Regions from separate parts of the Danio rerio genome. Here region 2 is linked to region 1. The links are chromatin contacts, called in public Hi-C maps. All regions are on one chromosome and are shown on one strand. The core of a region is the stretch at or near the end of the contact, and the rest is flanking DNA. Distances in the headings are between cores, read along the strand shown. Region 1 holds the start of mrpl57 (mitochondrial ribosomal protein L57). Region 2 holds the start of jade1 (jade family PHD finger 1).

Region 1 (7,024 bases), core at 2,078-4,577:
TCATCCATGAGAATACCAGAGAAGTGTGATTCGTCACTCTAGAGAAAATGTCTCAGCTGCTTTGGAGTCCAGTGGCGTTGTGCTTTACACCACTGCAGTACACACTTTGCATTAAATGTAAGGCTTGGACGTGACTGCTCAGCCATGAAAACCTGTCTACGCACTGTTCTTGAGCTAAACTAAGGTCTGTAGCTATTAGTTTTTCAGAAAGCTGTCAATTTCTTACACGTTGCCAAATAATTCATTCATTCACTCATTTTCCTTCGGCTTAGCCCTTTAATCATCAGGGGTCATCACAGCAGAATAAAGCGTCAACTTATCCAGCATATGTTTTACACAGCGGATGCCCTTCCACCTAGTGGTACTGCAAGCCAGTACTGGGAAACATCCAAACACAAAACGGACAATTTAGTTTCCTCAATTCACCTGGAGTGCATTTCTTTGGACTGTGGAGGAAACTGGAGCACCCAGAGGAAACTCAGGGTGGGAGAACATGCAAACTCCACACAGAAATGACAGAAATGACAACTGACTCAGCCGGGTCAAAGCCTTGTTTTTATATATTTAGAATCAGAGCTTGTTTTAATTTCCTGCTTTACTGTGTTTTTAATGTATGTTTTGTAATTGTTTATATTTTAGTAGAGGCATGGGACGATAACCGTTTTCAAGGTACACCCCAGTTTGAAAAAGTCAAAGTTTTAAAGCCACCCTAATTTTTTATAATATTCCTACGGTATGTGTAAGATTTTTTATATACATTTTTTTTTTTTTTTTTAGGACAACTACATCTCCAGCAGAAAAGATATTCAAAGATGCCGTTTTAAATTGTAAAGAAATCTGTTTTTGAAACTAATGAAGACAGCAGAAGTCAATGACTCATTTGAATTATTTAGCCTGACATGTTTACTGTCCCAAAATATTCTAAACGTTCTCAAATTAAATATATTGTGTTCAAAATGAAAGAAGTTGATGTTTTTTACTCAGACATTTAAAACAAATATATTTTAGAGCAGTAATCACAATATCGTGAAGCCGTGATATTTTTATTCAAGGTTAACATACCGTCAGAATCTTATATCGGCCCATGCCTATTTAGTACATTAACGTAAACTAAGTGAAAATTAGAACTGTTAATTTGGCAACTAGAAAGTTCATATCCCTCACATATTTATATCTTAACAACTTAGATCATTTGTAAAAAAAAATTATATAATAATAATAATCAAATATTAATTATACTCAAGTCAGATATTCATTTTAATATATTTTACAGTGTTTATGTTATTGTAGTGTATGTTCATTTGCACAAACATGTGTCAATGCTATACAGTAGGTCCTGTGCTTATAAATATATATTTTCAAATGCTTCTAGTTTTAAGTGATCTCTGATAATATTTTGTATGGTCCTTATCTACTCCATTTCCACTTCTTTCTTTATCCTTTTCTTTATCTGTTTGTTAATGTTGTTGATTTTTTTAAAAGTGTGAAAATGCAACAATCAATTATTTAACTATCTATCTGAATCACTGTTTTCAGCAATGATAACACAGAAAACACTAATAAAACCACAACACATCCTCTCAAGAAAATAAACCAAACAGCAACTCTGTATAACTTTATAGAGTTGACAAAAATGTGAATGATTATCACTTGTGAAGATGAATGGACACAGCTATGAGCAATCAGGAAGTGTGCTGGGCAGATAAACGGGATGCTACTTAAAGGACATCAATATCGCAGCCCCGTCAACCTAAGATTAAAGTATTCATTGAGTGAAACATTACACATGTAGAAAAATGTCCATGAATGAATCAGACTGATCTGCCATCAGGCCTGAGACACACACAGAGAGAGAGAGAGACAGACTGTCCGAGCTAACGCGTTAGCCATGAGAAAATAAAGATAAATCACTCTCACCGTTGGAGATGAGTTTCGCCGACAGCTGCCGCACGAGCTCTGGTATTTTGTCCCATTGTCCCTCAGATCTACAGCGCTCTATTTCAGTCTCTAATCGCGACCCGGACTTTCTGGCTGTCATCTTTCCACCACCTCCTGACCAAAACACGACCAGAGCCGCAGCACAGAAACATCAAAGACCTGGAGAGGACGACAAAAACATGAACGGGAATACGCTTCCGGGCCACGAAACTGAACGCTGATTGGATAGATTCCTGTCAGGTGATCTTTTTAACTATAAAACATGGTTTTGATTTGCTTTTTTATATTTACTTCTTTTTATATTATTTGTTTTGACTGGGCAATCATAGCATACAGTAGTTATTATTTCTGAATAATGAGTTCTGCAAATGATCTAGTGTCAGGAGGAGACGAAGCTGTGAAAATGTTTGGGAATAAATGCAAAAAAAAAAAAAAAAAATCAAAAATAACTACAAATAAATACTAAATAATTAAACAAATTAAATGAAAAAATAAACAAGCTAGGATTTTATTAAGATGAATAAATATATAAACATCAGCATAGCAAATTATCAATTGAAAAGTAATTAAATTAATTAACTTAATAATAAGCAAATACAATGATTGTATGATTTGCAATAATAAAAAAAATAACAAAAATCAGAATACAGATTAAAACAAAATAATACATTGGTAATATTAAGAAGTAATTTGATATATTGCTTAAAAATTAACAATAATACATTTTATACATGCGTAAATAAATAACAATACATTGCAAACGTATAAAATGAATAAATAAACAAAGGAATATATACTATTATTAAATATTTTATTAAAATAAAAACTGTAAAAACTGAATCATTGATGTGAATCATTGATGTGCAATCAGCTACAATCATTTAAAAATGTCTAACAACTTTTATTAAACCTCAACAAATAACAAACTGCATTCACATTTACCATGAATGTTACGTAAAGTAATATATAATAATGATATTAATAATATTTATTATTATTTCTACTCATTTCTTTAAAAAAGTAACTAACAAAGTAATCGATAAATATCGAAAAAAATATCTTCAATATTTTAATAAAAAACTAAAAAACTAAAACATATCTGAGACTCACTGTTCTGCTTATGGGATGCCTATTTGTCAGCAAACAATTAGGATATGTGTATATAAGTAATTAGCCTTACTGTATTGAAGTAGTTTAATTCATACACGTTTATTTTGTTGATTTTTATTAGTTACCTAAACGCAGCTCTTTCCCTCTCATAAAGCGTCCCTTCCAGGTTTTTGTAGTTCACCAGCCAGCAGAGCGCACTGTACTGTGACCGCCGGTGCTGTAGGAGGCGCTACAACCAACAGCCCCCTGAGTCTGACATTCACAGAATCGGTCTGCTTGCGGCATGCTGGCCGTGGATTTGAAGACGAAATTATGTAAGTAATTTATTGTGCTTCTCAGTAATATTATATAAACTAGTGATGCTCATCTCTAGATATATGTTCTTAGGAATACATTGGTTGTGTATCGCCTGAACAGTTTTACTCGCTTACTCGCTTTTTACCTGCATAGTTGTGTATGATGTACTCTAGGATTCATTTAAACGTGTTACAATGCTAATGCGACTTATTAGATATTTAAAACGGAGGTTAGATCATGCTATCTTTAAACTTTGCTTGTTAATCTGTTTAATATGCTGTTGATTTGATGTCTTTGCCATTTAATGTCAAGGTCAGAATTATCTTTTAGCAGTTCACGAGTAAGTTAATAAGTCTACATTTGATAGGTTCACGTGTGTATTGTTTATGGGTTTAAAGACATCAGCACGAATAACAAAATCTACTGTTTAAGACTGAGTAGGCATTCCCAAGAATATACATAGACATAAGTGCATTGTGAATGTCATTTTAAAGGGATGGTTCATCCTCCCCCATCCACCATAGAGGTAAAGTTGGTTTTATATTCACACATTCGTTCATTTAGCAGTCTATATATTGTTTACTATGTTACTTTGAATATTCGATCGGAATTAGCATGGAAGTATGATTTGAAAACAACATTAACACTGTTTATTTGACTGTGAACAATGTTGTACTTTGATAGTCATTTGCTGCTAATATGATTTACCTATTTAGAATTTCCAAAGAATACTTTTTATGAAAGATATTATTAAGGGGAATGTCTGAATATCCGAATATAAAACCAACTTTACCTCTATCCATCCACCCATTGTATTTACATCATGCAATACATTGATTTTCATCTCATTTGTATTTAATGGCAATTTAGATATTTAAATTTTAGAATTAGTAAAATGGTGTTAAAACTAATCCACATTTCTGATGAATATTGTTCATCAAGCAGTACATAAGGAAACAGAATATGAAATTTCTAATAAGTCCATCGTTCCTTAAAGAAAGACACCATAATTAATATTAATAAACGTATATTATGATTCAGTTGCTAAAACTGACTATTGGCTCCCATGATGGCATTTTTAAATAAAAATAAAAAAACACTTTTTATTTGTATTCTAATCATAAGTGCACTAATCTTTGTTTTGTTTTGGGGCAGTTTTATAGTTATGCTCTGCATTCAAATGCAATATCTTCTTTATATTTTAATGGAAAAACAGTATGTGAGCAGAGTGGTATTTTTGAGTTCATAACATCAGCCAAAACAGCCATCAGCCCTGTAGTAAATTTGAAGTGCTAATATTAACATGACTGATAGAATTAAGTCATCAGTCCTCCGATTAAAAAAAAAAAAGACAGCAAAATTTATAAATGTATATTTTTATTGGAATTAAATTATACTTGACTTATCACTCACTTGAAACAAAAACACCTTTTTTATCATAGACTTATTATTCACAGCTCATATTTATCAAGGGTGCCAAATTTAAGTGAATGGCTGTTTATGATCTATATATATTTCCAGCAAAATGTGTGCCAATAGATATAACATAAAACACATTGTTCACAAAATTCCTGTAATAATTATTGTTTCCTTTGTATCACCATATTATATATATATATATATATACATATATATATATATATATATATATATATATATATATATATATATATATATATATATATATATATATATATATTAAATGTGCAATTTTGTAATGTCTGTTGTGTCATCTGAACTGCTTGTGGTATTTTCCACAGCTTTACTCTCGTAGCCCTTCACTAGCTTGAGAATGTTCTTGACTCTAGCACTGTTGCGGAAGGGGATTCCAGGAAAGCAGTGGATTGGGAAGTATCGACGACCACGACCTGTTACCTGGCAGATAAAGCGGAATGTGATCAAACGGCTAGAACAAGAAGCAGAGAATGAATACTGGATCAGCCGGCCATTCATGACGCTGGAACAGGAGCGAGGCCACGCAGCACAGAGGCGAGAGTGGATGTGGCAGCAAATCAAAGCTGAGCGACAAGCCAAGTTTCCTGAACACAAATACATCGCAGACCAACTGAACCACCTAAGGGTCACCAAGACCTGGCCCAGCTAACCAGAACATCACAGACTGATGGATATCTGATGGATGGAGATGAAATCATACTAGTTTTTGTCTTTGATATTTGCTCTGTTGTACATCTGTGTGTTTCTGTTTATAAATGATTTCTAATCATCACATTTGGCACCTCCTCTGTTTGTGATATAATATTTTGTGTTTATGGTGTATTCTGAAGATCAAAACCTACAGTTTTTTGAAATCTGTTTGTCACTACTTATTTGAAGTTATTTTACAGCGTTAAATGAGCAGATTTATAAGCACTCCTAACAAAAAAGATAATGTGGAGAAACTGGTCCAAAGTACACTTTAGTGATGGAAAAAAAGTTTAATTTGGGTCTAATGGAATACAATATGTTCGTCATCAAACTGGGAAAGACTGAACCTTGAGTATGTAAAGAAGTCAATTAATGATTGAGTTGGAGTGTCAGGGTTTGTGGATGTTTTTATGAAGAGGAGTTGGGCCTCCTATAAAGCTACATAATCTTCTTCTTCCTCCAGCAGCGCTAGCCCCTTGTAGAGCCTCGGTCTCTTCAACCACTCCCCTCCAGCCCTTTGGATCCAATGCTCGATTTCTCCAAGCATGCAGTCCTAGGAAACGTAGATTTTCTTCTACGTTGTCTAACTACCTCTTCCATGGCCTGCCAGGACATATTCCTTCTGGCTTTAGCTTGTACACTTTTTTTAACAGCTCTCTGTTTAGGAAATCTTTCTGAATGGCCCAGCCATCTTAACCTGTTCCTCTTTATTTCTGTGACCAGGCTTGGCTCACCATACTGGTTTGCCACTTCTGCATTACTCCTTATCCACCATTCACCTTGGTCACAGACTGTTCCAAAGATCCTTCTCAAAATCTTTCTCTCCCATGCATTGAGAAGCAGTTCAATTTTAGAGCAGCAGAAGGAGCCCTATCACAAAGCAAAATGGGTAAAACAGTCAATTAAAGTTTGAAATAATGAAATGTCCAGCCTAGAGTGCTGATCCATACCCGATTGAAAATTTCTGGAAAATCCTTGATGACAACATTTTAGCTAAGAAACGCTAGTTAATGAACTGTGGAGGAAGAAAATAGACGAATGTAATTTCTGACTGCTGTAAACAAAAGAAATTTTTGGGTGATAAAACCATTGCAATACTCCAATTTTAATGACCATCTATTAACAAACAGGGTTATTTGTAAAACACTGCTCTACTAGCACAGTTAATTTCCTCTACATCTGAAATGATAATTATTAGACTATTTCTGGAAAAATCAAGTGTTTATAATTAACCTACTTTTCATCTTCATTGTAGTTTCACCATGTTAAATATATAATTTAATAAATTAAATATATAATTTATAATTTAAATATATTAATAGCATGATAAATTCAGTTCAGTTATAAGGCCATTTCCAGTCCTGAATTCTGGCAGCAGGTAGTGGGTGGAAAGAGAAAGTGCTCATTAGTACCTACCATCAAAATCTGAATATACAAATCCATTCTGCAATGTAAGATGACACTATCAGACTAAAACTTCATGTAAACAGCCACTTATTTCAATGACTACCTTTGCTAGCTGTCATAAGAACTG
Region 2 (7,024 bases), core at 1,978-4,477, 210 kb before region 1:
AACTTTGTGGTTAGTTCTTTGAAAAATATAAACAGATTTTTCAATATACAGGCTTCATATATAATTTTACAACTAAAATTCCATGATTTTTCCATGACTTTCAAGTAATACATACATACACATAGTAAATAATAGAAAAAACTGTGCACGTTCAAATTCATTACAACATATCAAAAAACAAAAAAAAATGTATTTTTACATCTATTGTATGTACAATTTATTTAGACAATGCTAAAGCAGCATTCACAATGTGGGACCATGTTTTTGGCCAAAAACAGAAAAAAAGTAAAGACAACTAATCTATATTCAAGTGTACAGATATTTGTTAAACTAATTTCCATGACCTTTCCAAAACTTTGAGGGGATTTTAGTTTTTCCAAAACTTTTCCAGGCCTGGAAAATGCAATGTCAACATTCCATGATTTTTTCAGGTTTTCCATGACCATATGAACCCTGAATATAATGTTAACATTTACTTTCTCTGTGTATTTATGTGTTTTAAGTTTTCCTGAAAATGTCACATCCATATTGCTGGAATTGCTTATGTGCAATTGAAAAAAATCTTTGACTTAGAAAAAAAAAACAGTCGGGTGGGACTTTTCTCCATCTGGAACTGATTAGATAGTTGTTGTCTGTTAATAGGGTGCATTAGCGCCCGCTTTTTTTCCAGCAGTGCAGTATCTTTGCTTGTATGTTTCTTTAAACTACTGAAATGTAGTACTGAACACTATAACTGGGTAAAGTCTAGATAGAATACAGCTGCGCACAAGATTTAATAAATAATATAAATAACTCTGTCCACAATTGTATCTGATCTAGCAACAAGCCTGTAACTGTTGCGCTTCATTGCTGTGAACTCAGATGACTGATAAGTTGCTTTAGATGATTGATTATTGTATATTTAGAAAATGCAGATCAACTGTACTGTACACTGTACTGTACACAACATCTTAAGTAAAAGCATGTCTGTTAACTGAATTACTCCTTAATCATTTACTTCACTTATAACTTAATTTCTACTAACAATAATATTCAAATGAAAAATGTTCACAGATAATTACTTCTAATAAACACTCTGCATAAAAATGTAGGTATAGTCCATTGTGATATCAAAGTAACTTTCATGACAGTCAACATTAGTTTTGAGAGTGAACAGATTTCTTTAGGCAAGCTGATACTTGAAAAAACAGCGTCTGTCTACTCACTCCCATTGTCCGAGTCCTCGCTGGTGCTCGGGACACGGCTTCGCTTCATCCTGAGCTGCCGTGGCCTTCAAGTGATGCGGAAATCTGCAGAGGTTGATCAAACATTAGTAGAACATTCCTGAAAACTGACCTGGGGAGATCACTGTGGAGTGCGCGTACCCCAGCCAGCACACACAGGCCATACGAATTTAGAAACCTAACATACACCAATTAAGATACTTTATTTCACACGTTATATATACTTATACGACAGCTTAATATGAAGAATTGAACTATATTAGGTAATCCATCCTTAATCTGACTCCTTCAAAAAGTGTAAACAATGTGGCGCTACCAACCGTTGCTGTTTGGTTGAGCATCGGGACAAACATGGACTGAACCAATAGCATGAGTCTGAGGGCGGGACTAAGTGTTGGATTACCCACTGTCAGACGGGGGCGTGTGCGAGAAATGTACACACTTCACCTTCACCAGTTTTTGTTATTCTGCTCTAGGTAGGGTATTGAAAACATGCTAAACTAATGTAATTTCCCTAATCTCAAATATCTAACAAGAAAACAGAAAATAAACTGAGCAACTGGTGCACATGAGAACAACGTCACTCAAGTTTTGATGTAAGAATATAATGCATCATCATATTAGTTTATGATCAATATATAATATGGAGGTAACGTTATATGGACGTACGGAGTGTCGTAAACACAAATACTACAATGACAAACAACTCAGAAACAAACCTCAGAGCAGCTTTAGGCTTTTTTAAAATTATTTTTACCTCGACACACCTAATATTTCACTAGCAAACACAGTTTCAGGTGAACCACTTAAAATCAGTTTGACTAACTGTTAACTGAGAACCAATAGAGAAAAGCAAACCCATGCCGATTGGGATATACGAAAAAGGTTTAGATATGTTAAACTTGTTTTTTTATTAAGTTAGCCAAGATCATACAGTTAAAAAAATATTTTAACAGTTAAAATATCACAGGTACCAGCTAAATCCAACGGTACAAGTAGAGGAAAAAACGAAACAACGTTACAGCAGGACATCTACCACTCGACAGCAGATTCACGCAGCGCAAACGCTGAACGTGACGCTGCTGGCAGACCACGCCCCTTGACGTCACATAGCTGTCCATTTCAATGCCAGTTAGCAAATTAAAAACAAAACTATTAATACGCGTTTCCTCACGAATCAAAATGAATTTTGCAGCGTTTTTATACACAGCTCCTGCTGCTCGTTTGTATATTTAAGCACAGACGTGCTGCATAAAGAAAATCCAGTTGTGCTGGAACATTCGTTCGATTTAAAAAAGTAATTTCTATTGCGCAAATCTATAAATTTACAGAATTTAACTTCTAACGCAAGCCCCTAAGAAAAGTTACTATTTTTCACCGTTATTTTCACAACATCATGGCAGTGCTGAATCCGGACCAGCCCAGGCAGTGGCACGCGGAAAACTGTCTAATAGTCCTCCGAAAATATGCAGAATCCGTACATAAATCAAAAGTGGAAAACACCGACGTGTATTTGACGCCAATTTCAGGTTCAATTGCAAAACTTTAAGGCCAAATAGCACAAGCCGAGCAGTCAGGCCAGGGCGCGCGCGCCTAACTTGCGATATGACGCTTGGACACACATACACACACATGCGCGCGCACGACCAGCACCTACGCGATTCAAAGTAACAACCAAATATTCACGAATACCACATCCGCGGCTCATAGAAATCAATAAAGAGGCCACATGCATGAAAACATTTATTTAGGGCAGCGTCTGCTCCTGCTCAACTTAATCTTTTGGCGCCATTTTAATGACGTGCTACATTTGCACCGGACCATCTGCATGAAGAGCTCGCGGAAATCCTGGAAAACACTTGCACCTCCCTGCCTGGAAAACACACATACTATAGCACAGCGAGAAAATCTGGTGTACCTACATAAACAGGTCTGGCTGATCCTGCGCTGGCGTTTCTGTGGCGCTTGCTCAGAGTTTGAGTAGTCGCCTCTCCTCTCCTCCACCCCACACACACAAACACATGCAGGTTACGTATGCGCGCCGCCGCTGCTTGTTTCCTGCAGGGGGCGCTAGTGCGCGCGCGCACGCACATACGATTATCATGACTTCCATTTCAGCTGTTTCATAATAACCACATCTGTTTTGACTGGAGATGACGATGATGATGACAGAGTTTAAACCCACTATTTTTATTTTAAGATAAATCCTTGGCGGAAAACTGTTTAAATAAAGGAAAGTGTCATGTTATGTCATCACTACTAATCCAAAGTGGGATAAAATATGTAATAATAAATCTTAAATATCCAATCAAATAATTTTAAGCTTCAAAATAATTCTTTTGAGTTGTTTGTTTGCTTTATGAGAGGGTGAGGTGCTTCACAAATATCCTGAACCTTTGGAGAAGATACAAAATGCAAAGACTGTAAATCCCATAGGATCACTTCCCAGCAATAGGCTTTGTTCATTTTCCTTTATTAGATTTTTCCGTTGGAAAATATAAATGTTTGCCACATGATCAAGGGTGGAGCATGTGTTTACAAGAAAAAAACTGTACACAAACAAAAGATCTAAAATAATGATTTAAAAAAAAAACTTTTAATATAATCATCCTTTGGCCACCCAAGGTGTGGACTTTATTCCTTCAGTAGAATATAAATAAGGTTTTTAGCGTAAACTAAGGTCTTTGGTATTCAATTAATTGCAAATGAAAGGGTACCAGTAGTTTGAGAGTGACCAAAAAACATAAACACAATACAAAGTTTATATCTGTGCCTCTTTATGAGACACTGGACGTCTTCTGAAGAATAGTAAATGGTCTGTGCAAGAAATTGAGCCTTATTCATTCTTTTATTTTATTTTCGGCTTAGTACCCTTATTAATCTGGGGTCACCACAGTGGAATGAACTGCCAACTTATCCAGTATATGTTTTACGCAGCGGATGCCCTTCCAGCTGCAACCCATCACTGGGAGACATCTATACACACTCATTCACACACATACACTATGGCCAATTTTAGCTTACCCAATACACCTATAGCGCAAGTCTTTGGACTTTTGGCAGAAACCGGAGCACCCAGAGGAAGCCACACAAAAATGAGGAGAACATGCGAACTCCACACAGAAATGCCAACTGATCCAGCCGAGGTTCAGACCAGCAACCTTGCAGTGAGGCGATCGTGCCACCCACTGCGCCATCGCATCGCCAAATTGAGCCTTTTTTACAACAATATTAATCCACAGTGTTAAGCAAACAGTGTGTTGATGACAGTCTGGAGCACAAGCTTCACGTAAACAATGTTCAGTTTCTCGACTGATTGTTATGCTTCCTAAGACTGCAGCGTGTCAGCAGGACTCTCAGTGTACTAGTAGCCACTAATTAGCATTTTATTAATCAGCAAGGACCGAAGTTTCGGCTACAAAATCTCATTTAATATTCTGTATATTAATATACTAACAGCAAAAAAAATAATAATTCTGGGTGAACTATCCCTCAAAAAATCCATTAAAACAACCTCCTGTAGTAGGATGAGTAAATTAACTAGGAGTTGTCTGGAATTTTTGACAAAACAAAATCATCATATTGATGAAACTGAATGATATGGATGCCTTGTTTAGTTAAACATCTCCTGCTGCTATTTTATTTACACATTATGCATGTTTTTTCATGTTTTATACATTGTTAGTACAACCAACAACCACTAGGGGTCAACACGCAACCATTTATCAAGATGGCAGTGCAAAGATACACCAGACAGGATGGAGGGAGGAGCTTATTTTTGACACATCACTGGCCAATGAAAAACAGCTCCTGTCCCACCGCCTCTCAGACCACTTCTGTAGGCCTCAGGGAGGAAGATTCACAAATAACTACACCTAATCTCTACCAAGACTTCAGTCTTCAGGAGGAAATGTAAGGATTAGTAGTGTATTTACATTGTGATGGAGAAAATACTCTTTTATCATATTCCCAAAACAAACAACAAACGTCTGACGTGTGCGTGAACACGATTACTGATGTGTCTGATCAAAACAGGACTGCAGACAAGGCAGAAAGGGTACTAGAATCACTTTGGTTCTTGTTCATTTGAGTGCCAGAATAGCATCGTATGATTTTCCGGTCCGACAGACCTGCACGTCACTGAATCCTGCATCTGTGAGCAGGTGTGTGTAATACGACGGTGGATGTTCCTTCCCTTCGGTCTGGACCAGCATGTTCAGAGAAAAGATCTGAACCATAGTTGGACCTTTGCGGGTCTCAAACAGCAGAGCCTCTGCTATCAGGACACCTCCACCTAGAGATGGTAAGGAGGACAAAAGGGCGAGTCAGATGCTTGATGTCCTTTGAGGGCCATTGATTACTACTGTTGATCTGGTAATCTTGCTTTATTGAATGTGGTATTTCTCACCTGGATGACATGCTGCGTGAATCTTCCTCAGCAGCTTGAGATTTTTCTCCTCTTTCCAGTCATGAATGATTCGGGCAAGAATGTATAAATCTGCTGGAGGGATTTCCTCTTCAAAGAAGTCCCCTGCAAACACAGAGATTAGAAAAACTATAGTAGAGTTATATTTCATCACTGCAGTTTTACATTACAATTTAAATGTTCTAAATCTTTTGTTTTAAGTTTATGAAAGTCTCATGCTCACCTAAAACATGGTGATAGTGTATATGAGATGATATATATATATATATATATATATATATATATATATATATATATATATATATATATATATATATATATATACATACATACATATATACATATATATAAATACGTAGATTTTTTTTGTTTTTTTTTGTTAAAGAGACAGTTCCCCCCACATGAACACACACATTTCAGTGTTATAAATGCTTTTTAATTCTGTTTTACACAAAAAGAAGATATATTGAATAATGTTGAAAACCACTGACATCCATAGAAGGATAAACAAATACTATTGATGTCAATATTTACAGGTTTCCTACATTCTTCAAAATAACTTTTTTTCTATTCAACAGAACTCCCACTTTAACTAATCCTGTACATTCATTTTCCTTTGGCTTAGTCCCTTAATTCATCTTGAGTCGCCACAGTGGAATAAACCGCCAACTTATGTTTTACACCAGTAGATGCGCTTCCATATTAGGAAACATCCATACACGCTCATTCACACACGTACACTATGGCCAAAAAAAATTTTTTAATTCACCTTCACCTCATGTTTTTGGACTTTGGGGGAAAGCGGAGCACCCGGAGGAAACCCACATGACCACGGGGAGAACATGCAAACTCCACACAGAAATGCCAACTGACCCAGCCGGGACTTGAACAAGTGATCTTTTTGCTGTGAGGCGATTGCACCGTGTCGCCCTAGTCCTATACAACTGAGTGTTTGTTTGTTTGTATTTTTGTAGTTTTATATTTAGCTTTTGGCTTAAGGTGGAAGTCAGAAATAACAAGTATGGTCAATCCAATTACTCTTTACACACAGCTGAGGTGTTTATCCAGTCACACTGCATCAGTTGGCCAATCAGAACAATGATGTATTTTGGCTGAAAGAGCTCAAAAGTCTGCATCTAAAATTCACATTTCCCGACTATATACCAGCTGAAAAACGAGATGACCAGAAGTATGTTTTAATTCAAAAGTACCAGGATGACACTGTGGTGGTGAATGTAGTACTGAATATCCAGATTACATTCATACTACACACATTTATACAACTCACTCACTCACTCACTCACTCACTCACCTTCGGCTTATTCCCTCATTTTTCAGGTGGTCTGCACAGTACAATAAACTGCACACATTTATA

Evidence for each region. Hi-C and Micro-C count contacts between places; a contact is called where the count stands out from the background.
Region 2: a contact with region 1 is called in a Hi-C map of hematopoietic stem cells, with 4 times the contacts expected there. The contact joins the promoter of jade1 here to the promoter of mrpl57 in region 1. A contact is called at or near these places in 4 of 18 Hi-C or Micro-C datasets (caudal fin, embryo, hematopoietic stem cells and 1 more) and 1 of 4 datasets of contacts at active chromatin or transcription factors (embryo).

The regions. Positions count from the first base shown.
Region 1 is chr17:28,080,102-28,087,125 of GRCz12tu, reverse strand. mrpl57 (mitochondrial ribosomal protein L57) reads left to right here and starts at 3,327. Exons shown (of 2, transcript NM_200775.1): 1 at 3,327-3,362; 2 at 5,106-5,572. The coding sequence starts at 5,138. The coding sequence ends at 5,449. It overlaps ttc7b (tetratricopeptide repeat domain 7B), which reads right to left and starts at 2,084. Exons shown (of 20, transcript NM_001080603.1): 1 at 1,918-2,084. The coding sequence starts at 2,038.
Region 2 is chr17:28,294,396-28,301,419 of GRCz12tu, reverse strand. jade1 (jade family PHD finger 1) reads right to left here and starts at 3,227. Exons shown (of 11, transcript NM_199805.1): 1 at 3,146-3,227; 2 at 1,206-1,289. The coding sequence starts at 1,254. asmt2 (acetylserotonin O-methyltransferase 2) reads right to left here. Exons shown (of 9, transcript NM_001110477.1): 8 at 5,632-5,754; 9 at 4,836-5,517. The coding sequence ends at 5,306.